4 separate regions of the Gossypium hirsutum genome follow, and all the other regions are linked to region 1. Evidence: chromatin contacts called from public Hi-C data. All regions are on one chromosome and are shown on one strand. The core of a region is the stretch at or near the end of the contact, and the rest is flanking DNA. Distances in the headings are between cores, read along the strand shown. Region 1 holds the start of LOC107895577. Region 2 holds the start of LOC107896879 (phospholipase A1-IIdelta). Region 3 holds the start of LOC107896850 (transcription elongation factor TFIIS). Region 4 holds the start of LOC107896876 (signaling peptide TAXIMIN 1).

The links. A called contact is a pair of places that touch in the nucleus more often than the background predicts.
Region 2: a Hi-C map of leaf shows a contact between it and region 1, with 2.8 times the contacts expected there. The contact joins the promoter of LOC107896879 here to the promoter of LOC107895577 in region 1. A contact is called at or near these places in 5 of 34 Hi-C or Micro-C datasets (callus, hypocotyl and leaf).
Region 3: a Hi-C map of leaf shows a contact between it and region 1, with 2.5 times the contacts expected there. The contact joins the promoter of LOC107896850 here to the promoter of LOC107895577 in region 1. A contact is called at or near these places in 3 of 34 Hi-C or Micro-C datasets (callus and leaf).
Region 4: a contact with region 1 is called in a Hi-C map of leaf, with 3 times the contacts expected there. The contact joins the promoter of LOC107896876 here to the promoter of LOC107895577 in region 1. A contact is called at or near these places in 8 of 34 Hi-C or Micro-C datasets (anther, callus, hypocotyl and 2 more).

The regions. Positions count from the first base shown.
Region 1 is chrA10:88,813,216-88,819,884 of Gossypium_hirsutum_v2.1, forward strand. It overlaps LOC107895577, which reads left to right and starts at 3,406. Exons shown (of 1, transcript XM_016820836.1): 1 at 3,406-4,179. The coding sequence starts at 3,406. The coding sequence ends at 4,179.
Region 2 is chrA10:89,014,732-89,021,400 of Gossypium_hirsutum_v2.1, forward strand. It overlaps LOC107896879 (phospholipase A1-IIdelta), which reads right to left and starts at 3,756. Exons shown (of 1, transcript XM_016822176.2): 1 at 1,933-3,756. The coding sequence starts at 3,459. The coding sequence ends at 2,203. It overlaps LOC107896878 (a long non-coding RNA gene), which reads right to left and starts at 1,341. Exons shown (of 2, transcript XR_005903347.1): 1 at 557-1,341; 2 at 1-408.
Region 3 is chrA10:88,623,433-88,630,101 of Gossypium_hirsutum_v2.1, forward strand. It overlaps LOC107896850 (transcription elongation factor TFIIS), which reads right to left and starts at 3,541. Exons shown (of 2, transcript XM_016822146.2): 1 at 3,064-3,541; 2 at 613-2,004. The coding sequence starts at 3,219. The coding sequence ends at 1,066. LOC107896852 (high mobility group B protein 13) reads left to right here. Exons shown (of 3, transcript XM_016822147.2): 2 at 63-134; 3 at 232-501. The coding sequence ends at 342.
Region 4 is chrA10:88,948,254-88,954,922 of Gossypium_hirsutum_v2.1, forward strand. LOC107896876 (signaling peptide TAXIMIN 1) reads right to left here and starts at 2,445. Exons shown (of 2, transcript XM_016822174.2): 1 at 2,201-2,445; 2 at 1,747-2,083. The coding sequence starts at 2,307. The coding sequence ends at 1,960.

The DNA.
Region 1 (6,669 bases), core at 2,156-4,655:
CAAAAGTTTAAATTTAATTTTTATATTTTAATTTAATTATTTTTAGTCTTTATAGTTTTTTAAATTTTAAAATTTCAATCTTCCCCGAAGACTAACAGTTAAATTTATTAAGTTAAGTTCTACTATTTCTAAAATATGATATCACAAACATATTATTATATTACTCACTAAAAATCTAATTAAAATTGAAATTTCAAAATTTGAAAAAAAAAAGTATAGAGGCTTAGAATAATCAAATTGAATAATATGGATTGAATCTATCACTTTATGCATAGTGCATGACTAGTAATTGAATTTAATCAAATGGATTTAATTATTACTATCTGAATCAGGACTAAAATTTTAAATTTTTTAAAAAGTAAGAGACTAAACTTAATCAAATTAATATACATGGATCCACAACTTTCAGAATTAATAGTGAAATTTAATCTTTTATTTATATATTTGTCAAAATGTATTGCAAATTTGGCTAGATTTTTGTACTAATTTAGTAATTGGTGATTCAATTTGGATTTGGAGTGATTTGATAAGTTTTAGATAAATAGTCTCATTTTAATAACCTAATAACAATAAATTAATTTTTTTTTAAAAAGAAAAACATTTATGATTGCATATTAAATTTGGAAAACCACGTGTTATAGATTTCAAAGCTAAGGCATATGGAAATGAGATTAGATTAGAAATTAAATGTTGTGAGTTGCATTTAATATAAGTTTAGGAGAAGCAATGAAATGGATTTGATTTTGTATATAAAGGCGAAGCATGTGCAAACAGAATATGGGGGACAGCATGTGGTTTGTGATGTTACAAACTCATCCCCGGCCACGTGCTTAGCTCATCCCACAACCTCTGTGGATCAACACAACCTACGACTTCCATTCTATTACTTATAAAAAAAAAAAAAAGCCCAATTCATAATTTTTGGAAAACCACATCTAATAGATTTCTAATTTTAATCATTTATAATATAGTTTTCCATCATTAACAGTTGACACCTGCCTTTTCTTCGCTTCTTTCTCGGGCGGGAAACAATGAATACAAAATAGGACAAATTCCTGTTGAAGTCAGCCAATTGTGGATATTTTTCTTTTTTAGTCATCCAATTATTAAAAGTTGCAAAATGATCATTCGATTATTGGTAATTTTTTTTATCATCTAACTATGAAAAGTTACAAGTGAAAAGTTACAAGTTAGATACTTAACTATTCATTTTTTGTCACCGGTTGGCTAACATAAAAATAAAAATACTCTAAAATCCAAGATGACAAAAAAAATACTGATAATTAAGTAATCATTTTGTAATTTTTCATAATTAAATGATAAAAAAATATATTAATAATTAAGTGACCGTTTTATAAATTTTTATAATTAAAAGAAAATATATAATTTGATAAATACTAGTAGTTTACTCAAAAAGAGAAGAGAGAATTAAATGTTTGTTAGTGTTTAAAGTATTATAGAGCTATACCCTCTAAAAAAAAATATTGTTAATAGATTTATTATTATAATTTTTTTAGGTGAACAATTTCTCTTTTATGCATTTTTATTATTATCGCCATTGTTTTTCTTTTTGGAAGAAATAATATTTGGTATATTATAACTGAAGATTTTAGATTTTATAAATGGTTTTAAATAATTTTTTAAAAATATTTCATTATATTTATATAGAATATTTGTCAACCTCATCACCTTAGTCGTGAAATGTAAAAAATTTATTAATAATATATAAAATATTTTCTCATTATTTTAAAATAATATTCACACCTCAGTGTGATAAAGTTTATAAAAGGAATTTAAATAAAAAATGATTCAATTTGAAATTTAAAAATAAATTATTAAAAAAAGAAAAAAAAAGTAAATTCCCACATCCACTCATATCGTTGCATATTTAAATTTGTAATTATATATTTGAAAGAATTGTGCAGATTGAATTATTTATCGAATCTGAGTTAACTCATACGAGTGGATGACAACTCAAAATGTAAAGCCTATGTTATTTTACAACAATTTGTGATATAAACTGATTCCAAAATAAGATAATGACAAAACCCATTAAAACTCTGGTCCCCTCTTTACACCAGTATTTTTATATTATCATCTTTGTTTGATTATCAGCCTAAGAAAAACAAATTCTGACAAAAGAGGGAAATATATAAGTTACACATTATATTTTTAGATTTTTGTTTAATTTCAAAATAAAATATTATTTATAAGTTGAGTTTCAGCTCAATTATCGTAAGACATAATTTAAGTATGTTGAAATGTATTATACTCTTAATTATGAGTTAGAGAGATGTTATAATTAATTTTAGACATTATGTCTAATATATATATATATAATCCGGACCTAAAGATTATTTTTAAAAAAATAAAATAAAACTTTACTAAACAATGAGTGAAGAGAAAACTAGCCTCTGTTTGGTCTTAAAAAAGAGAAGTCAGTTTCATTTTCTCTTCAACCGGGCTTGTTTGAAATTTTTTAAAAAAAATTTAAATTTGAAAATAAAAATATATGGAAAATTTAGAAAATGAAATTTTCATTTTTTTTTAATTTATGAAAATGAAAAGTTAAAAATAATTTTAATTTTCTTGACACCACTGACCTTTTTATTATTATTTAAATATATCATATAGAATGATTTACATAAAATCAAATTTCATACATCGCATTCAATCTAAAAAAAAATCAACAAAGCAAATTCAGATACACATTTGAGTGGTTTTAGCCGTCTTAATTGACCTAACAATACAAAGGTGGGACACTTTTACATTCCTTTTCAGTTTACGCATAGCCACAACTGAAATTAATAAATAATTATCCATATAATATATAAAACTAATTTTATTCTCGTATTATTACAATTTACTTGTTTAGGTTTGAAAATCCGTTTGAAAAGTAGAAGGATTTGGACAATAATATCGGTCTAAAAATAGATTTGAACAAAAAATAAGACCTGTTTTCTATATAGATTAGGCATCGGATAAGATTTTTTGGCTCAGGCCAAATTAACTATTTTGTTGTTGTTTCGTTACTATTTTGCTACTATTTTGTTGTTCTTATTTGAATATTGTATAACTTTTATTTTATTGTTAATTCTATTACTATTTTAGAGGCATTTGCTTACTAAGTTACAACCTAATGTTATTTAAGGGTTTTTTACTCAAAATAATATAAAAAATAATTAATTAATTATGAAAAATGTAACAAAAAAAGGCATTTGCTATATTGTTCTAATTGTGCCGCTGACATATTGGTGTCACCAGACTAAAATGTAATGATCTAAAAACTCCAAAGACCTTATATGTAAATTTCCCGTTTTAATTAGGTGCCAAAAAAGCACTTCAAAGGGTGCTTGACAGTAACAGTACACAATTTTATTGAATTAAAAGACAATGTTATCAGCGATGGAGAATTCTCCAAAAGTGGTCGAAGGTGACGGTGACTCGCGAGTGTCTGAAGATCGCAATACCAAGAAAGTAAGGTTTAAAGATGGATCTGACAGGGTCGCTGTTGATATGGCTGTGGACTCTATTCCATCTTCGAGCATGATAGTGTCTTGGAAGGACAAACTATTAGGGTCTGGTTTTATTGGGGCTGACCAGGGAATTGCAGGTTTTGATGAGGGTAGTGATGGAGATTTCATTCTGTTAGAAGATGATGTTATCAGATCCACCGTTAATGGACTCCCGGCAATTGACTTTTCTGATCGTGTCAAACAATTATTATATAAAGAGATGGAGATGACAGTAGTTTTGAAGTTATTAGGCCGAAATATTAGCTATGGTGTTCTGTTTAATCGAGTTAGTAATCTTTGGAAGCCTATACAACCTTTTCAATTAATGGATATTGAAAATGGATATTATTTGGCTAAATTTCAGAATAACAACGATTATGAAAAGGTTCTAACCCAAGGACTATGGATAATTTTTGGGCAATATTTGACAGTTCAACCATGGACAAAAGACTTTTCCCCTTTCCAACCTTACCCAAGTGTCGTCATGGCTTGGATTAGGCTACCTGGATTACCTGGATTTATGTATAAGAGGAAGATTCTTGAGGTGATTGGTAGCACAATGGGTAAGGTTGCAAAGTTTGATTTCAAGACTGATAATAGAACCAGAGGGAGATTTGCCAGGATGGATGTGTTAATTAATCTGGACAAACCTCTTATCTCTTAGATTCGTGTTAATAGCGATATTCAAAGGGTGGAGTACTAAGGCTTACCAACGGTTTGTTTTGCTTGTGGAAAATACGGACATGTGAGGGAGATGTGCTCATTGTCAAAAGAAACATTCGGTAATGAGGGAGAAGAACCAGTGGCTGACGGTGAGTTAAGCAAAAATAATGATGAACTTGGGAAGGAAACCGAATCGGCGTTCAGACCTTGGATGCTGGTGGAGCATAGATCCCGGCGGAGATTGAGAGATTTGCGAGAATCTGGTAGCAAGATAGCTGGAAAAGAAAGATTGCGCTCCAGATTTGATTCCCTTATTAATGAGGGTGAGACGAGCGGTGGTGAAAAAGGAAGGACGAATGAATATAATAGGGGTTTGATTACTCAGTCAGTGGAAATTGAAATGAATATCCCTGATTCTAGGGATAAGGGAATTTTTAAAATCATGCCTAATTCACATAATGGGTCTATGGAAAGCATGGGGATAGATTCCGAAGCCCAAAAAAGGATAGGTAATGCTGTTACTGTGTGCATGGGGAAAGGAGCCCTATCGGGCCAAGAAATGAACAGTTTAAGGCTGAAAAGCCTGGGAAAAAGGAGTAAAAATGATGCTGGGTCGGATGGATCTTTGGTTGGGTCACACTCTAAGACAAGCCCAATTGTTCTTGGTCCATATGTTTGTCCAACAAATGATGGTCCGTTTGCTTCTTGCGCTTCTTTGAATTTGAGGGCTGTAGATAACCACGAAAATAGGATGGTGGGGAAGCAAAATACTACTTTGATTCTATCCAGGCCCATAAATTACCAGCAACAATTTCATGCGATGCCCAATGCCGATAATTCTCAGGTCCCTCTTAATTTTGATTTAAATTGTACTAATTTTAAAATTGAAAATGCTTTGCTGAATATTGATAATTTTGTGAATGGTGTTGACTCAAATTTGCAAGCTAAAAATCTGGATGAAATCAAGGCACATTTCAACCCGGCTTTTGAAGGTCCATTTGAGGTTGCAGTTTAGTTGACCGATAGTATTTTAGATAAGGGGAAGTATTTTACTGTTATTTTTAAAAAATTTTCTAATTCTCCTGATCAGTCTAAAGGTCGTACTATTGAGTTTATGAGCGCAGGTAGTGCAGGAACTCAGGACCAAAAATTTAATGGGAAATTTGGCGCTGCTAGAGGTGGACACAAGAATAGTAATGTTCTAAGGGGACGAGGGAGTCGCTTTAAAGCTTCTACCAATTCACGAGTTTCTTTAGCGGATTTTATGGAAGAGGTGGCAAAGCTTATTTCCTCTGATTTATCGAAAGAAGTCAGAACAGGAGCTCTAGTTGAACTTGACCCTAGTGATTTGAATGATTCTTGATAGTAGTGGTACTTTTCTTTTTATATAATTTTATTATTTATGAATCTCTCAATTTTTTCTTGGAACTGTCAGGGTTGCGCCAATGCTAGATTTCCTTGCATTTTTCTTGAGTATAATATAGAACACAGACCAGATATCATTAGCCTACTGGAAACTAGAGTTAGTGGGTCCAAAGCTACTAAAATTATCGCAAAATTGGGTTTTCAATTTTCGTATCGTGTGGAAGCTGTTGGTTATGCTGGGGGAATTTGGATTGGTTGGAAAAATTCTGTTCGAGTTGAAGTTATACAAAATCACCCTCAATTTATCTTTACGCGGGTTTGGCCTAATTCTTCCTCAAACTCGATTTGGATTGCCTTTGTGTATGGGAGCCCAAATCGTTAAAAGTGAAAAGTTCTTTGGCAGGATCTAAGAGCTTCTATTCCTAGTGGTCAAATTCCTTGGATGGCGATTGGAGACTTTAATGTTATTCTTTCCCCTAATGAGAAAACAGGTGGTCTCTCGGATGGAAGGAGATGTCCTTATTTTGGTGATTTTGTGGATTTGGCTAATCTTCATGATTTGGGGTTTAGGGGACCTCTTTTTTCTTAACATAGGGGTAATCTGTTTGAAAGATTGGATCGAGCTTTGGGAAATGAGGCTTGGGTTAATTATTTTCCAAATAGTCTAATTACTCATCTTCCGAGGATTAAGTCTGATCATAGACCTCTTCTCTTAAATCTAAGCCAGGTTCTTGCTTTGCCTAGGGGAAGACTATTCCGATTTTTAGTAGGATGGGCCGAACACCCTGATTTTGATAATTTCGTGAAAGATCAATGGGACTTTCAAAGAAACATGTCGGCTTCTTTAGATAAGATCACTAGAAATATTAAAGATTGGAATAAGAACACCTACGGTCATATTACTACCCGTAAGAGAAACCTGATCCATAAGTTGTTGACCATACAAAAGAAAATGGATCTATTAGATACTAATCATTTGGCTCCAATTGAAATGGAGATAAGACATGAATTAGAAAATGAGTTACATCATGAGGAACTTCTCTGAAAGCAAAAGGCTAGATGTGATTGGTTATATTTGGGGGATAGGAATACTAAGTTTTTTCATGCTCGTACTATGCAACGGCGA
Region 2 (6,669 bases), core at 2,506-5,005, 200 kb after region 1:
AGCCCTGGAACATTAAACGTTTCAAACATGATTTTACCCATATATTCTCAATTCTTAGGAGTAGAGTAAGTAGACTTTCAGTCAGTGAAAAGTAATGATCCTCAAGAGCACACCGTAAATAATTAAAAATAAATTGTTGCCGATATCATTCCATAGCATCCCAATTATCCACTTTGCCATGCTTAATGGGATGGATAATGTTATAGTTATTGCTCGATCGTGATCGCGTGAGTGCTTCATCTCCAATGAAGAAATCAAGATCGGCCATTACCCCAGCTGAATACTAAACTAACCAATTAGATTTGGAAGAAGCTTTAGATTGATTTAAAAGAGATTCATTAACTGCTACTACTGTTGGTTGAATAAAACTCAGCTCTACATTACCCGTAAATCCAATCTTACAAATATCTGCAAACAATTTTTTTTTAAAAAAAGAACCAATTGAATAATAACAAAAAAATAAGGGTCTAAAATAACTAGGCAATTTCACCAAACAGGTAGTGAGCACGTAGTTTAGGGTAATATTCAGTTACAAAAACAAGAAGATAAACAGTACCAAGAGCCATTGTCGATGACGACAGCAGGGAGAGAAGTGGGATCCATCGAGAAGAGAAACGAAAGCTAGGAAATCGATTTTGATTGTGGTGGTGGATCTACGAGCTAGACCCAAGAGAAGAAGCGTAGATAAGTAGAAGCAGCGAACTCCACTGTTGCCGAGCAGGATGGTATTGATCAGATATCAACAACAGCAAACTTGGATCCCAACTGAAAGCAGTGAATCCTTGAAAGAAGAAAAAGAAGGAAGAAGGAAAAGGAAAAGAAAAAGAAGAAGGAAGGATGATGGTTGGGTGAGAAGGGCTATCGTTGAAGGAGGAGGGTAAAGGTGAGGGAAAAAATTAAAAAGGAAAAAAACAAATCCTATTCAATACCTCTATTCAGTAGTGAAGGAAGGGAATGGTTATGCAGCGTGTTCCTTGAATAGGAACAGAGTCAATATAGGTGGTAATAGAGATTACAGCCAACCAAACATTAGTTTGGTCATGGGAGCTGTAACCTATTCCTATTCCTCCCAACTAGTTTCTAGGCAGTCCATTTTCCCATTAATTAACTTTTTTTTCTTTTATAAAATAGCGAAAGATATTTTCTCCTTTTATAATATTTTAACCATTTTTGGTGTGCAACCACTATTTTTAAATCTTTTAGATTTAGAGCAGTCGGTTTTTTTCTTTTACATTTTCTATTTCAACTTTTTTATTTTTTTTATTTTTTAATCAAACATCAAAGTTTGATAAAACTACCGTGGTTGTAAAATTTCAATTTTTTTTGGTAAAGGTTTTTCTAGTTTTTATTATTTTTTAGTTGTTGATTCCATTTTTTATTTTATTTTCTGCTTATGATTTTTTATTAATTTTTAATTTAATTATCTCAACATTTTCAAATTTCAATTGTTTTACTTATGATTTTCTCAGCATGTTTTTTTATAATGTTTAAATCATTTTTATTTAATCTTGTTTTACTCCCTTGCAAGTTTTTTAATTATTTTAATTTTAAGGATTAATATTTGATATATTAACAATATACTCATTTTTTTATGCCATAAGTAATTTTAAGAAATTATTGCCATGTGTTTCTCTTTTTAAATATTTGTTTTCTAATATTTCATATAATACACTTGTCAACCAATCACTCTATTTGCTTGTTTTTTTTGGTGAATTTGTTCGTGGAGTTTTTAAACCTAGCACATTTAAAATAAAATAAAATAAAATCAAACCTAACCTCTTACCTATAACATAATACTCTTATCACTAGTTCAAGAAATTGTTGGCAAAACTTAATCAAATAATAATATTTTATTAATTTAATCTTATTCCAATATTTTTAATTGCATTACCTAATTCACTTTCAATATATAAATTTATAGGATAACTTAAGTATCAAATATAAATTCTATTATTTTATACCCCCAAAAAAAAAGCAGCAACTTATTCGACAGATTACTAAATTTAGCATCAGACAGATACATTTTATACTGGATGATAGCACTTGATCTCATGTATTTGCAGCAATCACCATCCCTAATCTCCTTCGAGTAGACCAAGACATACAAGTAACATGCAAAGTTAACAAAATAGAACATAACGAAAGGAAGAAAAATAGACCAAATAAAGGTATTACTAGCCAAAGACGGTAATCCAAATGCATTTAAGCTTCAGGTGTAGGCAAGTCTTCATCGGTTGCTGGAACCATTACCCACTCCCCATCTTCATTTCTCACAAGCCCTTTGTTCTTCTCCACCCACCATGAACCCGGCACCAAGCACTCATCTTTTAGAAACGCACAAGACTTGTTCACCAAAGCCAAACTTCTCTTCACTTTCAGCTCAAACTCTCCTTCCTGTCCATTCCACCCTGCTACAATGTGCAATATTGCCTGTAAATTATGCCAATCACTGGGATTCTTTGAGTCCTTCAAGCTTGGAGACTTCCTGGTATCGATTACCAGTTCAGTCCCCGTATAAACGTACCCCAACAACACGCTAGGGTAGTGAGGAATGACATCAATTATGTTCTTTGTATGCAGAACTGTAAGATTTGGATACCTTTTCATCCTGTCATTAAAGGCCTTATTCCCCACTTGTGGACAACCGAAAGCAAAAGCTGCCACAGGAATATTGTCCACTAAACCATTCTCAACTACATCAAAAGCACTTAAAACCGCTAAACTAGCCCCCAAACTATGCCCAGTGAACACTATGCTTAGATTTTCATTTTTATATCTCTCTTTCAACTCTTTTATCTTATCCAAAAGTTGCCCCCTTGCACTTAATTTTGTAAAAGGCGATTTGGGATCATCAGAAATGTAAATCGTCAGCCAACCAAGCATCACTTTCGGCTTCTCATTTTCATTATCACTGTCACTGTCACTGTCACTGCTACTATCACCCATTTCCTTGTTGCTACTTCCGTCGACTCGCAAAAGGGGCTCTATGGGCTCAAGCTTTGCGTCAAGAACATTAACCCACTCGTAGTCTCTGGTAGTTCCTCGCCACACTACGTAGATATCGCGGCGACCCAGAGCTTTCGATGTTTCATCGGACGTCGTGGCGATGTAGCCAATCCAGTTTGTTTCGCGGTCCCAGGACTCCCTTGACCTGGAGTGGAGCAAAAAGGCTTGAGGGAGAGTGACGTGAGCAGTGGCATAGAGAAACGATTCTACTTTGTAATCGGAGGCAGATTCCAGCATTACTTTGTCGAAGAAAGAGGACTTGCCATAGCGGCTTGAACCGCAGAACTTGGAATTTTGGTCGTTGTTGAAGGCGTCATATGTGGCCTGGCAGAAGTCACCGCAGCGGAGGATGAGTTTGCGAAGTGAGAAGTGAAGAGGATCCAGCAGCGAGTCCCAGTTTTTGCTACCAAGCAGTTCCTGCCATGACGGTTCTGCTTCTTGATTTGCGGCCATGAGCAGCTGACTGCCACCGATGGATAGGCTACCAAGAAAGGAATTCTGTGGCCCTGGTCGTTTTATCTTTTGATCGGAAGGGGAAAGATAGGTACTATTTTATGAGATAGAAAAGCCATATTCCGGATGACAATATGGCGCTCCCATGACCCACTATTATCGCTGCCAAAACAGAGCAGGACAAATCAGACCTAGAAAGCACGTTTATTCCGTGCTCAACGATTGGAGCCCGATGTTTGAATTCTAGAATATAAATAAAAAAGAAAAAAAAATCTAAACTCGAGCTCAAAATTATTCCATCTCAAGGCCAATCTTAGCACGAACTCTTAATAATGCAAGCTTTATAACAATTCAAGTATGAGCCCAAGATAAATTTTATCCAAAATTCAAAAAGTTTAAATTTATAATTAAATATACATTAATAAATGATCGTTGATATTGTGTACAACAAGGGAGGAGTTTAAAGGAGTGAGTGACTCTTGAGGAGGTTGTTTCACTCAATCGGAGCGGAGAGACAAAGGTTATGAAGAGTGATAATAAAAATAGCATAAAGCTTTATGGTTAAAAGAGTCTTGAAAGGGTGTAGACTTAGTATTCTTGAAGAGTCAATCAATTCTTCGTTGTACTTTAAGGTATTTATGTTGGATTGTCGGTATGGCGCAATGGAAAAAAATTCCGACGATCATCAGCCATGGATCAATGTACAAGGAATGAATTGGGTTGAAATAATGATCGAAATTATACCTTTTGAAACTAAAAAAAGCAACTACTAGTAATAATAACGTCTCGGCCTCTATGTAATCCATCCAGTCAAAGAACGAACAACAAAAACTCTCTTAACTTTTCAAAGAGAATTTTTAATAATGGCTGCTAGACCTTTTGATTTGTTTTTTTTTTTAACCCTAACATACTAAGGGATTAAATTCCTTTTATTTTCTTTGATATCATAAATCAGGAAAAAAAAAGATTATTCCCTTATTATTAGAGAAATAAATGGAAATTCAGAAAAATATATATATTCTTTCCTAAAGAATATCCATTTTCATGTCTTTTTTATATTTTGACAGAAATTAATTATTATAATTTTTATATTAATAATTTTAGTAAACTATATACAATTAATATTTTATATGAATCAAATTCATATATTAATTTTATCTATATTCTCTATTTGTGTACAATAAGTTTGTACATATAACATGTTCAATATTTAACTATCAAATTAATTTAATTCAATAATTAATTCAATTCATGTGACAACTAAATACAATATCAAATGTATTTAGATTCTGTTCGTTTCTACTATAGGGTGTGACATTGAGGCTCTTGTAACGCTAGTAGTAATACTAGAACGTTTCTAATATTACAAACAATGAGTGGCACTAGCAATGCATTATTGCTACCCAAAGTATAAGAAGTCGAAATTCGACATAACCTCTCTGTGATAATTTTTCATGTATTATATCCTTTTATCCTTAATATCTAGATTGGACACAAGTCATGGAATAGTTATACTTGTATAGTCCAAAATCATATTTCTTGATATTCTGAGTAGGCTACAATAAACAAATAAGTGTGATATCTCATATCAACTTATTTGAGCCTGACCATGCATTTCTAATCTCACTCCATCAAGAGGCTTAAGATATTGCTTCCATTATGTAGGAGGAACAAATCCTATCTTGATCAAGCATATCCCACTACATAGATTGTGGTATACCCAACATCAGTTTTTATAGTATAACCTGTTATGGTAGACATTTGAGTGTGTCAAAATATACGACTCAAGATGATGAGACAATGATAATCTCAAGTCTGAGGATTATATATATAGTTATCACTATGAGTAATGTTGTGACTATTAAATAATAATCCAAGAAACATAATCATAGCGGGTCATTCCAGTATGTTGTTCTCTAACACATACTCATGTATCAATTTTGACATCCCTTTGTCAATGACAATACTTTGTCATCAATCAACTACACATTAGCCTCAATGCATTATCATTGTCCAAGCCTACAATAATACTTGACTAAGAACCTTTTAAGAATAATCATATTATTCTCAAGACTTTATTATTAATCAGTTTATCTATACACATAGAAAAAGAAACTGAAATAACAATGACAATGCCTTATATTAACAAATAAGGTAAAACAAGTATATGATTACAATCATCTTATGATTGCTCTTTGGGCATACTCTAGCAATTTAAAGGTAGGGGTCTCGTATAAGATGGTGCTAACGTGTTGGACTTTCATCTAACCTTCATTACGAAATGCGTGGGAGGGATATCTTTGATGGGATGAGGATGTCTGTAACAGAAAAAATTTTATCGTTCATTCTGATTTTGCTAGGATAAAGCAGTTGGGCCCATGTGATGTTAGGTGACCAATGGCTTCATGTTCCTAATGACAATTAGGACATCCATTGCTCAAATAGTTATTCCGAAAGGGTGAGCTTGTAAGTGATCTTCCAACTTGCCACTAGTGGTAGACTTACTATTTAGATATCTTATTCGCTTGCCATATCTTAATGTGGATAGGGGTATAACAATATCCCCACTCAAAATCAAGAGGAGGGTTATAAAGTGGCCTTCCTCGAGACACTTTGATCTAGTAAATTCCTCTTTTCCAGGTTGTTCCAGATAGTGACTTTATTCTATGATGAAACATTATATCAAAACATTTGAGATTCTACCATAAATTTATTTTGAGGATTATGTTTTTGGGGAGTCGTGATAATGATGAACAACAATCTTTTGGCAGGTGGTAAATTGCTATTGGATGTCATTTTGTTTTCGAAACGATACATTTTAAGAGATAACTATATATATTCTTTGGGTTTTCTTCTCTGATATTACTTTGCCTCATTTTCTTTTTGAAATTTCTGTAATTGTTATTTCACTAGTCTTTTTTTGAATGATTTATGCATTTTTGGAGTTCTTTCATTTTGATTCACTTGGCAATTCTTATTTTTGTTGTTATCAGAGTTATTTTCACCATTTTGTCAAAATAATTGCTACAAAATAGCTAGGGAAGAAAAAAATCTAGCAAAACTTAGGGAAGAGGTGGTGGTCATATTGGTCATGCTCCTCTAAGAGAGGTAGTAGAGAGTCAGAATATGATGTTTACAAAGTTTGACTGATCTACTGCTAGGAGGTTCGAGAGAGGAAGTGACGAACCTACTGTCAGCCTTAGTTATCCA
Region 3 (6,669 bases), core at 2,291-4,790, 190 kb before region 1:
CAAAAACAACTAGTTCTCTTTTTTTCTTTTCCTTGCAAATTCATGGTTTGATTTTGAAACAGAGGATATCTCCAATAAAGTCACTGAGGGAGAGACAACAGGGTGGCAGGAAGAACAATGTAGTGCAATCAGTGGTAAGTTGTTTTGAATTTGATTAAAACTAGCAATTGAACAGAGTAAACGATAAACATGAAACCCAGAATGTGATATTCTTTCAATCTTCTTTTTCAGGATATAAAAGCTGCTGCAGAATGGGAGGAAGAATCCATGGATGAAAACACATTGCAGAGCCCAACTCCATCAGATTCATCTGAGTTTGTTGGAGAGAATAATAATGATTAATCATGTCTTTCCAAACCAAATCAAAGCTATCTCAGCTGTATGGTTTTGCTTTTTGCTTTTCATCATTTCTTTTTATTTGTCATTTTGAAAGGAAATACTAATGCAAACTAATATTATTGATGGGAATTCAAATTCAGAGGCGCTCCTCTTTGAGTTTGACTTAAAGATTGTTCTTTTTAGCCTTTTTTCTTTTGGTTAGGGCTCCACAATCCACAGCCTTTCCTGGTAATAAAGCCACATAAACAAACAACTTGCCAACGCGGAAGAAAATGATACCAAATCCCTTTGGGGTATAAAAACAACCACAAATAAGAGCCTCCATTTACAACGTTGTTGGTACGATAAGAAATTAAGTAGGCCTAATTCTACAACTACCATTCTCCCTACCCTTTAGAAACAAATAAAAACTACAGGAGTTGTTTTGATAAAAGAAAAAGAACAAGCATTAGCAACTTAACATGAAATGAATGCCTCATTCCTTCCAAGCTCATCTTTCCACCAGCTGAGCCTCGTTTTTCGAGATGAGTGGGAGATATGGAAGCACACAAGTTGTGGAACAGCTGAGTTATGGTTTTTGCACAATCATCCCTCAAAGCTATCCCTATCAAAGTCCCAATAGCAGAAAAATATGAATGAAAGATGAATTCTAAAGTTAATGACCACAAACTCCTCATAAACAGAGTGAAGCAACCAAGATGGTCAACACGACATCTCTGGATTTCACTAACAGAATTTCCAATGGTTGTTGCAGTTGACACACGTAACATAGGTTGTCATAGGTTCATCTGCACTCCTTGTCTGCATTTGATAGTAAGTGGTCTTGCGTTGACCACAACGACCGCACTTAAATTGATCTGTCGTTGCCTTTGGTGCAACACCTCGCTCGCAATCAAATAAAGCTTTTTCTTTAATTTCATTAATTTCACGTTGCCTTTGTTCACTTGCCATTTCCTCTGGGGTCATTGTAATAAGCCTTTCTGGTTTCACTTCTCCGAGAAGAACCTTCCTCCTTAAATCTGGGTTGTTTGGATCCTTAATGTTGAACATTATAGATCTGTACTTAAATTTCTGGGCCCCATTTGATTTACCCATCTTCTCAAACATCACAGATTCTACAGACACAGCAACTCTGATGGGATCGCAAGCAGTCACTTGATCAAGCATGTCCCCATCAACCTCACTCGGGACTTTAGACAACGCCTCTACAAGAATCTCCCTAAATTTGTCACGCACAAGATCGTTACATTTGACCATTGATGTCAGCTTTGGTGGACCAGCAGGTGGTTGCGATGATTTCTTTACATTCGGTGATTGTCTGTCATCCTTACAAATCTTTTCAACCTTACCCATCTCTCCCCGATCTGACTTCTTGGCCATTGCAACATCTCCATTTGCTTCCCTCTTCTCAACTTTGACAGATTTTACTGAATTATCTTTAGATACTTTCTCAGCCTTTACATTTTCTGTATTGGAGAGCTTTTCAGACTTCACGGCACTTGGCTTTGGAAGTTTCTCCGACTTAATGGCACTACTGGTGCCATTTTTCTTACCTTTGGTAGTCTCCTCGATAACAACCTTTTTCCATAGTTCAAGCAAGTCAGAAGCCACAGTTTGAATCTTCTCCCTGGGATGCTTAGAGAGAGATCGAAGCCTTTTCCCAACCTGTAATATATATAGGGGATCAATTTTTCTTAAGTTTACAGATTCAACGACATACACATAACAAGATACGTAACCACATGGAGAAGAAGGTTATATCGAAACCATGATCGTAAAGCTATCAAACAACCTGTTTTTCATTCATTAAAATTCTAAAATTACAAGACAGAATAGCTTGTAACAGGCTCAATAGTTAACAAAATAGGATGCTAAAAAGGTGGATGGAGAATAAAGGAAAGAAACATTCTGCTAACTTACTTGTGGCAGAACGTGCCATTAAGTTTGAGGGCCTACCTAAATTTTTCAAAAAAAAAATTTAGGGGCTTAATAAGAATTTTTATAAATTTTAGGGGTTTAATTAAATTTTTTTTTTTAAGATGAATGAAAATTTTCAAAAATTTTGGAACCTCTAATTAAGTTTTTTAAAACTTTTGAAAGATTGAACTAGAATTTATAAAAAATTTGAGAAAGTTTAATTAAAATATTTGAAAATTTTAAAGTGTATAATAAAAATTTTGGGAAATTTGGGGGCATGAGGTTCCGCCCTTAGGGAGAAAACTGAGAAGAAACGAAATGTGATGGCGTGTGATTTGCCCACCAAGCCAGGATTGATTTGATTTGTTATTTTATACTCCACTATCAATCCTCCCACTATGACCTCCCCAATCTTTGATTAAAATAAATATATTTGACTAATTGAGAGAACCCTATCCCCTACACTTCTCTACCATAAAAGAGGAACCTTCCTCTGGGAATAACCATATACATCTTAAATGCTCCTACATTTAGCAAATGAAGCAGCGCCATTCATCTGTCCCACAATCTAAAAGCCGAAATCAAAATATTATAAACTGCACTGCTTGTTTGCTACCATTTCAAGAGAAAAGAAAAAGCTAATTTCTCAACCATGCAGTTAAAGGAATTAAATTTCTCTCCTAATCTACTGTCACAAAATGAAAGCAAAGAAAAGCCCAGCTATAAGAATGTTGATTCATGAGATCTCAAATAAATAAAGAAATCTATATTAATGGAATGCGGGTGAAAAGAGAAGAAAAAAAATACCTGAGTAGAAACAAGAATATCGTAAGAGACAGGGAAAGCCCTGAGCTGCTTCAAGGCATCGACGCATCGGGAAACCTCGGAAACGGCGTCGGAGGCAGCGGCTAAATCAGCCGCTTTCTTGGCAGCTTCGAACAAATCCACCAGCTCCCTCTCCATTCGCCAAAATAAACCTACAGTTCAAAACTTAAAAAAGAAAGATAAGAAAAGCTATGCTTCACATTTTATAAGGATGTTTTGAGATAGACCGAAGCCAACAAGATCAAGGATACAAGTGGTGTTTTGGACTTTCTGGTTTAGTTTAATTGGACCAGAACTGGGTCAACATCAAGGCAGAAACTTTGGGGGAAGGTTTCTTGAAATACGGATTATCGTTCTCAGACGTCCGTTGATCTGAAGGGAACCGACGGTCTCTCATCATTTGGGCTTTCTTCTACACTGCTGGGCTGTTACATCTGTTTTTAGACTCTCCTAGTATTAGTAATCAATTAAGATGATTTAATTACTAGTCATTTTCAATCACTGCTGATCTTAAATTTGAAAAAAATATAAATATATAATACCCAAAATAATTATAAAATTAATGGAAATTTTTATAGAGTAAATATTTTTTGTTATTTAAAAGATTAAAAATATGGATAGAGTGATTAAACAACAATAAAGTTTATGAAAGTGATATTTTCTAAACCACCGTTAAATTCATCCGCGATTCTTTGGCACGTTTTTCCATCTGTCTTTTTGACATGGTTTTTTAGTTTTTTCTTTTTAGTTTTTGCTCAGCTTTTCAAATTGAGATAGTGCATCAATGAAGGATAAGATGGCGAATCTGAATCTTGATGACGAGGAGGAAGAGGTTTTTTAGGAGAAAACGATTGAGTCTAAAGAAGACTTTCACTTTTGTTTGGTTGGCAGTTGCTTAACAGATAGTGTAGTCTATTTTTCGTCTTTAAGAAACACCATGGCTGATTTATGGCACCTTATTGGGGGCATTGCTATTACTGATCTAGATGAGAAGCGTTACTTATTTAAGTTCTTTTATGAAGTTTATCTGAATAGGATTATAGAAGGAATGCCATGGTTTTTCAATAACCATTTATTGATGATGCACAAGTTACAGACAAGAGAGGATCCGCTAACGTTACCTCTCAACCATGTTGAGTTTTGGGTCCAAATCCATGACTTGTCACTGAGCCTTATGTCAGAAATAATGGCACGACGTGTTGGATCTTTCTTGGGGGATTTTTTTTGTCTATGATACAATGGTTCCTTCTCTAGGGATGAAACGGTACATGAGGCTAAAGGTTTGCTTAGATATGCAATTGGCCTTTAAACAAAAAAAGAAGGTTATGTTGGGTGACTGAGTGTTTTATGCTAGGTTTTAATATGAAAAACATAGCTTATTTTGTTTCATCTGTGGAAAACTTGGTCATGATGAAAGTTTCTATCTGGTGAAGGTAAGGGTGGATTCATCATAGATTTTTTTCAGATGGGATATTACTTTGCGAGCTCCAACAAGAAGGGGTTCGATGGGAGTTAGCCGTTGGTTGTGCAAATTAGATGGAACGAGAAGTCAAAGTCTGGATAAGGAAATAGAACTTATCTTGTGCAATTTTGGAGATTTTCTAAGGAATCTTTATCCTAATCTCAATCATAATCAATCAGGCTCCACTAATGAAGGGATGTTGTTGGGAATCTATGGCATTACTACAAAGGGATTTGGGCCTAGTGGTTTTGAGCCATCTGTTGCTGGGCTTTGGAGATATGATCAGATAAAACTAGTCCTATCCAAGTAGAAGATGGGAAGAAAAAACAACAGACGTTGTGAAGCACATCCAAAGTTTTTCTTCTAAGAGAAACCGAGTGCCAAACGACAATGAAGAGGCATCAGCTGGCTCTGCTAGGTAGGGTAGTTGGCCACAATGAAAACTTTTAATTGGAATGTCCATGAGTTGGGGAAGCCACGGGCAATTCATTGTTTCAGGAATAAACTGAGAGAAATTTGTCCCAACTTTTGTTTTTGATGGAACACAAAATCAATGCAAGAAGGATGAAAAGTGTTAGGATGAATTGTGGTTTTCCAAATGGTATCGATGTAGGAGCTGAGGGATCTAAAGGCGGTTTCTCATTAGGTTGGAGGCAACATGATATGGTCATTTTACAGAGTTATTCGCAGCACCATATAGATGTAGTAGTTTATGAAGAACAAGATAGTTTGATGTGGTACTTTACCGGTTTTTATAGGCATCTAGATGAAAGATTCAGTAACACTTAGGAGCTTTTTCGTCAGTTGGGTTAAGATTAAACTCTTATGTGGTTAGTTGTTGGGGATTTCAATGAGATTGCTTTCTTTTTAAAGAAGAAGGGTGATTGTATCTATGCAGAGAAAAATATGGAAGCTTTTCGTACTGCTTTACTTGATTACGATCTTAGTGATTTGGGTTTTACAAGGAGATGATTCACTTGGGAGAGAGGGTAATTTGCTACAAACAATATTCGAGAAAAACTTGATAGGAGGTTGCAAACTCGTCGTGGTGGAGTAAGTTTCTAGAATTTTCTATTGCACATTTGAGCCATTCTTTTTCTACCTATTGCCTGGTTTTGATGGATACGAGAGGCCGAAGTAACACAAGGCATGGGAAAGGAAAAATGGAATTTAGATTTGATGCAGGCTGGTGTCTAAAGGGATCGTGTAAGAATGAAATTCGGGATTATTAGGCATCAGTAACAGAAAACTTACCGGTAAAGTTTGAAGGTGTCACACCCCAAACCTGGCCCAGACGTTATGGCTGAATCAGGTGACGTCACATGTTATGGAGTTTGAAGTCAGATTTGATGAGTTAAAACCGTTCCAGTTACTTAATCTTTATTTTATCACGGAGTAGAAATATATGGTCTTTGTTGTGATTAAAACGTAACTCTTTTTCGCGGAAGCTTTAGAAACATTCTATTTTAGGAAAAACCGTTTTTATTTACGAAAAGCTTAGTTTTTAGGAAAATCGAGTTTTGATGAGTTGTAATTTAAATAATCATAAAATTCTATAAAGTCCCGAATTAAAACCAAATAGTCCAAGTCCAGAATTACATCAAAAACTCCATATAAGTATTAAAAACTAGAAGTAAATGGAAAGTCAGCCTAAAATTTTACGTGTGGCCACCATCGAGTCCTCCGCTATACCGATTCGTCATGACTGAGGATTACCTGTACAGATTAAATAAAAAAGGGTGAGTTTTCGCAAATTCAGTGTGTAACCTCCACAGAAAACATTCAGAATAATCACCAGAAGTCAGAAATAAACAGTTTGGGGCCGAAGCCTATTACAGAATCAGTTCGAGTCTTAGCCCATTCAGATGCAGAATCAGATATAAATTAGGGCTTTAGCCCAATAAAATATAGAAGCAGAACGGAATATCAGAATCCTACCCACCAGCCTCTACACACCATCTCCATCCAAGCCTATACACCATGTGGGAAAAAAATCTACCCACCCATCTTTACACACCATGTTGTACCGAAACGCGGTACATAAATTCATATTTACAGCTGAGCTACCAGATAACATGCTTAAGAGCCTTTCAGACACTTCCTTCAATAAATCATCGACCCACTCC
Region 4 (6,669 bases), core at 1,195-3,694, 130 kb after region 1:
GTTATACACAATCGGAGCATTATTTGGATTGCCTTCCTATGTCAATGTCACTCCATAATCTTACAGTTATACCCACCCAACATTCATACCAAAGTCAAACTTGTGTACAGAAGATCGCCTATCAACAGAGACTTTCAGAACCTCTATGGACAGGTCATCAACTTCATATTGTTGATTTAATGGAGTGACATTTTGAACGGGCTAAACATATGCTAACTCGATGAACAACTCAATTGGTTCAATGTTCCTAGGCAAGCAATACAGCGCAATCATAGTCTTCACATCATCATCCTCTACAAGTTCCATCTCCTTATGCTTTCACGAATTTGAAAAAATTGAGAATTTGTAGAATAGTCTGGGCATTCTCCTCCCATAACATTGAGTAATTTTCACACTAATCTTTTGTTTCATTTCGTCGAACTTTACACTTCTGTTAAATCTCATTCCTATTTGATAGTGCGACTCAAATATAAAATCAACCGCTGTTTGCAAAATTACCCCATCGAAATGGAAGTATACGAAGAATTGATTATTCATCTTCGATACTAAACCTGTAAAATAAATAAATAACGAAAAAAATATTAGATCATATTAAAACAATTCATACTATTTTAAAGTAACAATTTTTTTTATCAAACAATATATCTTGCATCTCATATATAGTCACATAATCATACATAATAGTAAAATAAATTTAAAAAAACCATAAAAATAATTACACACTAACCTAATCAATCTAAATTTGATTTATGAGGTAAAAAAGAAAACCTTGAATTCTCAAATGAAAAACAAATATTGTTGATTTTAAATTTTAATTTCTAACAACTCTTTTTCCTCTCTTGTTTTATTTGTTCGAAACCATAAACAATCTAGAATTTGAATTTTTTGTGAGAGAGTGGTTTAAATAGAATATTAGTGCTGCCACATTGACACACGATACCCATAAAAATATCAGTTCTTTTCTTTTTTGTCAGCCACTTTTTTTAATAAAAAAAATTTATCGATACCACCAATGTGTCAATCAGCACCCATTAAATTTCTTTTTTAATTCAAATCGGTGCTGCTTGACCACTTGGCCACACCACCTTACATTTTTTTTTGTCAGCCACCTTTTAAAAAAAAATTAATACTGGCGTTGCCAATATATCAAGTTACCCCATATTGAAAAAATATTTTTTCCTTCTATATCATTTGTGCTGTGTAAACAAGAAAATACAGTTATTTTTGAAAATTTATACTTGCTTAACACTTGAAAATTATTTTTTTCCCACAACATGATTATGTAATAAGTGGTAGAGATTAGATGTACCGGCGATTGTAGATTTCGACCTATTTTTATAAGTAATTTTTGTTTGATACATTTTTGTAATTAATTATTTTTATATTAGTTAACATTGAGGATTGATTTCTACTCAAATTGTTTATTTTCAACAAAGAGGATTAAAATTTGATCAGATTAGTCTATATCCATTTACTGATAAGTGGAACAGAGAAGTGAGCACTAACATTCGTCTGGATTTGACGTTGTCATTATCACTCTTAGTCCTGAATGCAGCGCATTAAAACAAGTAACTTAACTGGAAACACCAAATTCCCAGAAAACAGTTTTACCATTCAACCTTTTGTGTTTTATTTTTTTGCAAGAATCAACAGCGAATAAGTAATAAAAGGTTCTACAGAATTCCCCCTGGTGGTCTGGTTAAGGATTTGAATTGCCAGAACGAATGCACTTTTGATCAGCATATATTGGACATAACTTATTTTATCATAACCAATGACAATGAATAATATCAACAATAAACAAAATCCAAACCACAAGAATATTAATTGGGAATCCTCATAAATCCCATGTCTACATCAAGAACATATAATCAAGAGATCCAGAAAAACATGTATGCTACCAATAAATTGTACCCCCAAAAGAGAAAAAAAAAGCAGAACAAAGCAGTGAGTGTGGAATTAACAAGGGATTTGTTCAGTGAACCATTCCATGACATGAATTGGAGCTTTGACCAACTCCAGCGCCATCTCTACTAGCACCGTCACGCTCAAACAACAAGGACAGATCAGTGTCAACAACAACCTGCAAGCAAAAACCCCAAGTGCTGATAAGTTGATTGAGGTAGAAAATTAGAAGAAATTAAAACCCAGATCCCAATTCGCAAACAGCAGAAGAAAGTGGAGGAATGGAAAGGACTACCCCACGATCCAAACAACAACGCCAACAATAGAGATGATGAGAGAAAGAAAAGCAAAGGGAAGGCCAAGGAGGAAGCCCAGTGGCCTGCAATCTCCATCACAACACATGTTTTTAATTTTTTTGCTTTACAAAATGTTTTACTTTTTGGCCCGGTGTGTAAGTAAAGGCGACACAGAAAATGGTATAAGATGAAATAGGTGTTTGTGTGTGATATTGACTTTGCTTTTTTGGATAGAAATATTATTGGCGATACAGTAGTTAACACGTTATGTATAGATCTTATCTCTTAAATTATTCATATATATGACAGGTGGACAAAAACTTTCAAATCATCACTTTCTTCTTTTTCAGATACCAAAATGAACAGCGCCATAGCACCCAACTTCCATCTATCCGGATAAACCGCGGAAATGGGTATTCCAAGCAACCAGGTTTGTTTTAATTCCATTACCCAAACATACATCCCAGCCCATCATCATCTTCCTTAATTGCCCTGACAATCCCAGTCTTAGCTGCCCTTTTTTGCCTACCCCTTCTCCAATTCTGACCTTTTTTGTTCATAAAAATGAAAAGCATACACATCTTCCATAAGGAGAATTACAGAGCAAGTCAGGCCCAAACCCAATCCAGACCCAACAAGAAATTTTGATTCATGTTGAAACAATAACTGGTAAAAACAGTAAAATTCATAGGTTAGGGACTAAACTCTAAAACTATAATATTTAAATTTCAATGACTAAATTGTATAAAATGTAAGATTCTAAATTCAGGGACTAAAATATAAAAAACTGTAAAATTTAAATATTAGGGATTGATTTGTAAAAACTGCAGAATCTCGAGGAACTGTTTTGTAAAAATTGGAAAATGAGTAGAGAAATGGTGTATAATATAGACATACAAATTTTAAAGTATGGTTGGATATATTAAGTATACATATTAAATTAGAAAAAAGTTAATGATTAAAAAAAACTAAGTAACTTCTTTGAGTAACAGAAATTGTTAGCTTATTGGTTTAACTATTAATCATATTGATGTGATTAACAAAACTAATTAGAAATGCCATGTCAACAACAATTAAAAAAATAAAAATAAAAATAAAAAAATATTTTATTAAAAACATAATAAAATGTACATATGAAATGAATTTGGATAAAAAATTGTTTAAATTCATTTTGAACGTGTAACATAAAAAAATATTGATAATTATAAAAAATTCAAAAATATTTGTGGAAATTTGTAGATGTGTAAAAACTCAAAAATCAATTTATATTTATTCTTAGTGTTTATATAATTACTTTTAATTTAATTTTATATAGTCAATAAGTACTATTAATCGTATTGACGTGGCTGACAAAAGTAGCTAGAAGTGTCACGTCATCAAAAATTTTAAAAATAAAATTCAAAAATTTTATTTTATTAAAAAATGATAAAATGTGTATATGTAATAAATCTAGACAAACAGTTGTCAAATTCATTTTAGATGAGTGCAAAACTTTAAAAAAATTAAATTATAAAAATTATTAAAAATTCTAAATATATATGTTCAAATGTGTAAAAACTCAAAAAAAATTATTATTTATTCTAGGTGTTTATATAATTACTTTTAATTCAATTTTTTATAGTGAATAATTATATATATTTAAATAAGAAATTGAGAATTTTAAGTTAAGTATTTGAGATAAAATTATAAAACTTTTAAAGATAATAACAAACAATTTTAAGCTAAATCATAAAAAAATAAAAATAAAAAAAACCAATAATGCATCTAAATTTGGACATAAAAGTTTTATAATTATAAAAATTCAAATGATTTTTAATAACATTATGTTATAAAATAAAGAGAAACGGGGAGAATAAAGAACAAAGAAAATATGAGAGTAATAGAGAATGTACTTTATTAATCAAATAGATGATTTACAATGCTTTATCAGAGTATTTATTTATAGGCATAAGAAGTATAAAAGAAGTAGAGATCTGATTTTAATAACTATTAGAATTTAAAGTACATCAAAACTTTATATTTATCATAATGGACATCCACTTAATAAGATATTCATAACACTTCCCTTTGGATGCTCGTTGATAGATAATGTGCCTCATTAAAACCTTATTAGGAAAAATCTTATGGGATAAAAAAACCTAATAAAGGAAAAAGAGTACACAATCTTCTATTACAAGCTGCCTCGTTAAAAACCTTTATCAGAAAAACCCAATGGGACAAAATATTGGTTAAAGGAAAAGAGTACAACTTATTTTTAGACTCTCCCTTATGGCAACATTACTTTACATCTTTCAGTCGACGCACTCCAATCTTTTGTAGTAGTCTTTCAAATGTTGAAGTTGGCAATGCCTTAGTAAAAAGATCTACTAAATTATCACTAGAACGAATTTGTTAAACATTTATATCACCTCTTTTCTCAAGATCATGGGTGAATAATAATTTTGGTGAAATATGTTTCGTTCTATCACCTTTAATGTAACCACCCTTCGATTGAGTTATACATGTTGCATTATCTTTATATAAGATAGTTGACATCTTTTCCTGTAAAGGCAAATTACATATCTTCTGGAAATGTTGGGTCAATAACCTTAGCCAAACAAACTCTCGACTTGTCTCATGCATTGCAATTATTTCTGCATGATTGAAGAAGTGGCAGCTAGTGTTTGCTTTATTGAACGCCATGATATGGCAGTATCCCCACATGTAAATAAATATCCTGTTTGATATCTACCTTTATATGGATTTGATAAGTATTCGGCATTAGCATAGCCGACTAATAGGGATTTCGAATCATTTGAATAAAATAACCCCATATCAATAGTCCCTTTGAGATATCTAAACATGTTAAATTCTATTCCAATGTCTATGTGTTGGAGAAGAACTGAATCTTGCTAACAAGTTTATAGTGAAAGCTATATAAGGTCTTGTGTTGTTTGCAAGATACATCAATGCCCCTGTGGCACTTAAATATGGTACTTCAGAGCCAAGAAACTCTTCACCATCTTCGCAAGGGCGAAATTGATCTTTATTCACATCTAACGATCATACAATCATCGGAGTACTTTATGGGTGTACTTTATCCGTGTAAAATTTCTTTAATATCTTTTCCGTATAAGTTGATTGATGAACATGAATTCCATCGTTTAAATGCTTGATTTGTAAGCCAAGACAGAAATTTGTTTTTCTAAGATCATTCATCTCAATTTTTTTCTTTAAACAATTTACTGTATTTTAAAACTCTTCAGGAGTTCTAATAATATTTATATCATCAACATAAACAACAATTATCACAAAATTTGATCCAAAGCTTTTTATATAGACACATGGACAAATTGGATCATTTTTATAACCTTCTTTTAACAAGTATTCCTTAAGACGATTGTACCATAAACGACTAGATTGTTTTAATCCATAAAAACTTTCCTTTAATCTAATCAAGCAATTTTCTCAATAAACTCTATATCTTTTTGGGATTTTAAATCCTTCAGGGATTTTCATATAAATTTCATTATCAAGTGTACCATATAAATAGGATGTAACAACATCCATTAGATGCATGTCAAGTTTTTCACGTACTGCCAGACTAATAAGATATCTAAATGTGATTGCATCCACCATAGGAGAATATGTCTCTTCATAATCAATGACAAGCCTTTGCGAAAATCCTTGTGCTACAAGTCGAGCTTTATATCTTACGACTTCATCAATTTCATTTTTTTTTCTCACAAATACCCATTTATATCCTACCGACTTTTACACCTTTAGGTGTTTAGACTACAAGTCCAAAAACTTCACGTTTAGAAAGTGAATTCAATTTTGCTTGAATTGCATCTTTCCATTTTGACCAATCTTTTCTATTTTTACATTCCTTAGTAGATTTAGGCTCAAGATCCTCATTTTCTTTTATTATTTCCATAGCAATATTATAAGCAAAATTGTTGTCGAACAACTACATTTTTTTTATTCCATATTTTTCTCGTATTGACATAACTTATCGAGATCTCTTTATTTTCATCATTTCCATTTTCACTTTTAGGTACCTAAATCTCTTCTTGAGTTTTATAATTAGTTATGTCATAGGTCTCTTCAGTAACCCCCGCCTCCACTATATGACCATCTTGAATGTTTGCTCCTTTCCTTTTACGAGGATTTTTATCTTTGAAACTGACCAATCTTCCACGCTTCAGGCATGGATTACTTTCTTTTGTACTAACAGTTTGCCCTATTAGGACATCAATTCGTATTGGAGCATTTTGGAGCATTTTCAGCTGGTATGTGAGATTTTATGAATCTGGCAATTGATTTGTAAAATGAATCATCTTTTGAACTTCTGGTTCGCATTCCTTTGTACGAGGATCTTAGATATTGATAATTCATTTCAAGTACTTTATCAATCCAGCTTTTTATCCTCTCCCCCTAATGTTGGGAAAACTGACAACTCATGTCATAATTAAACCTATAATTAATA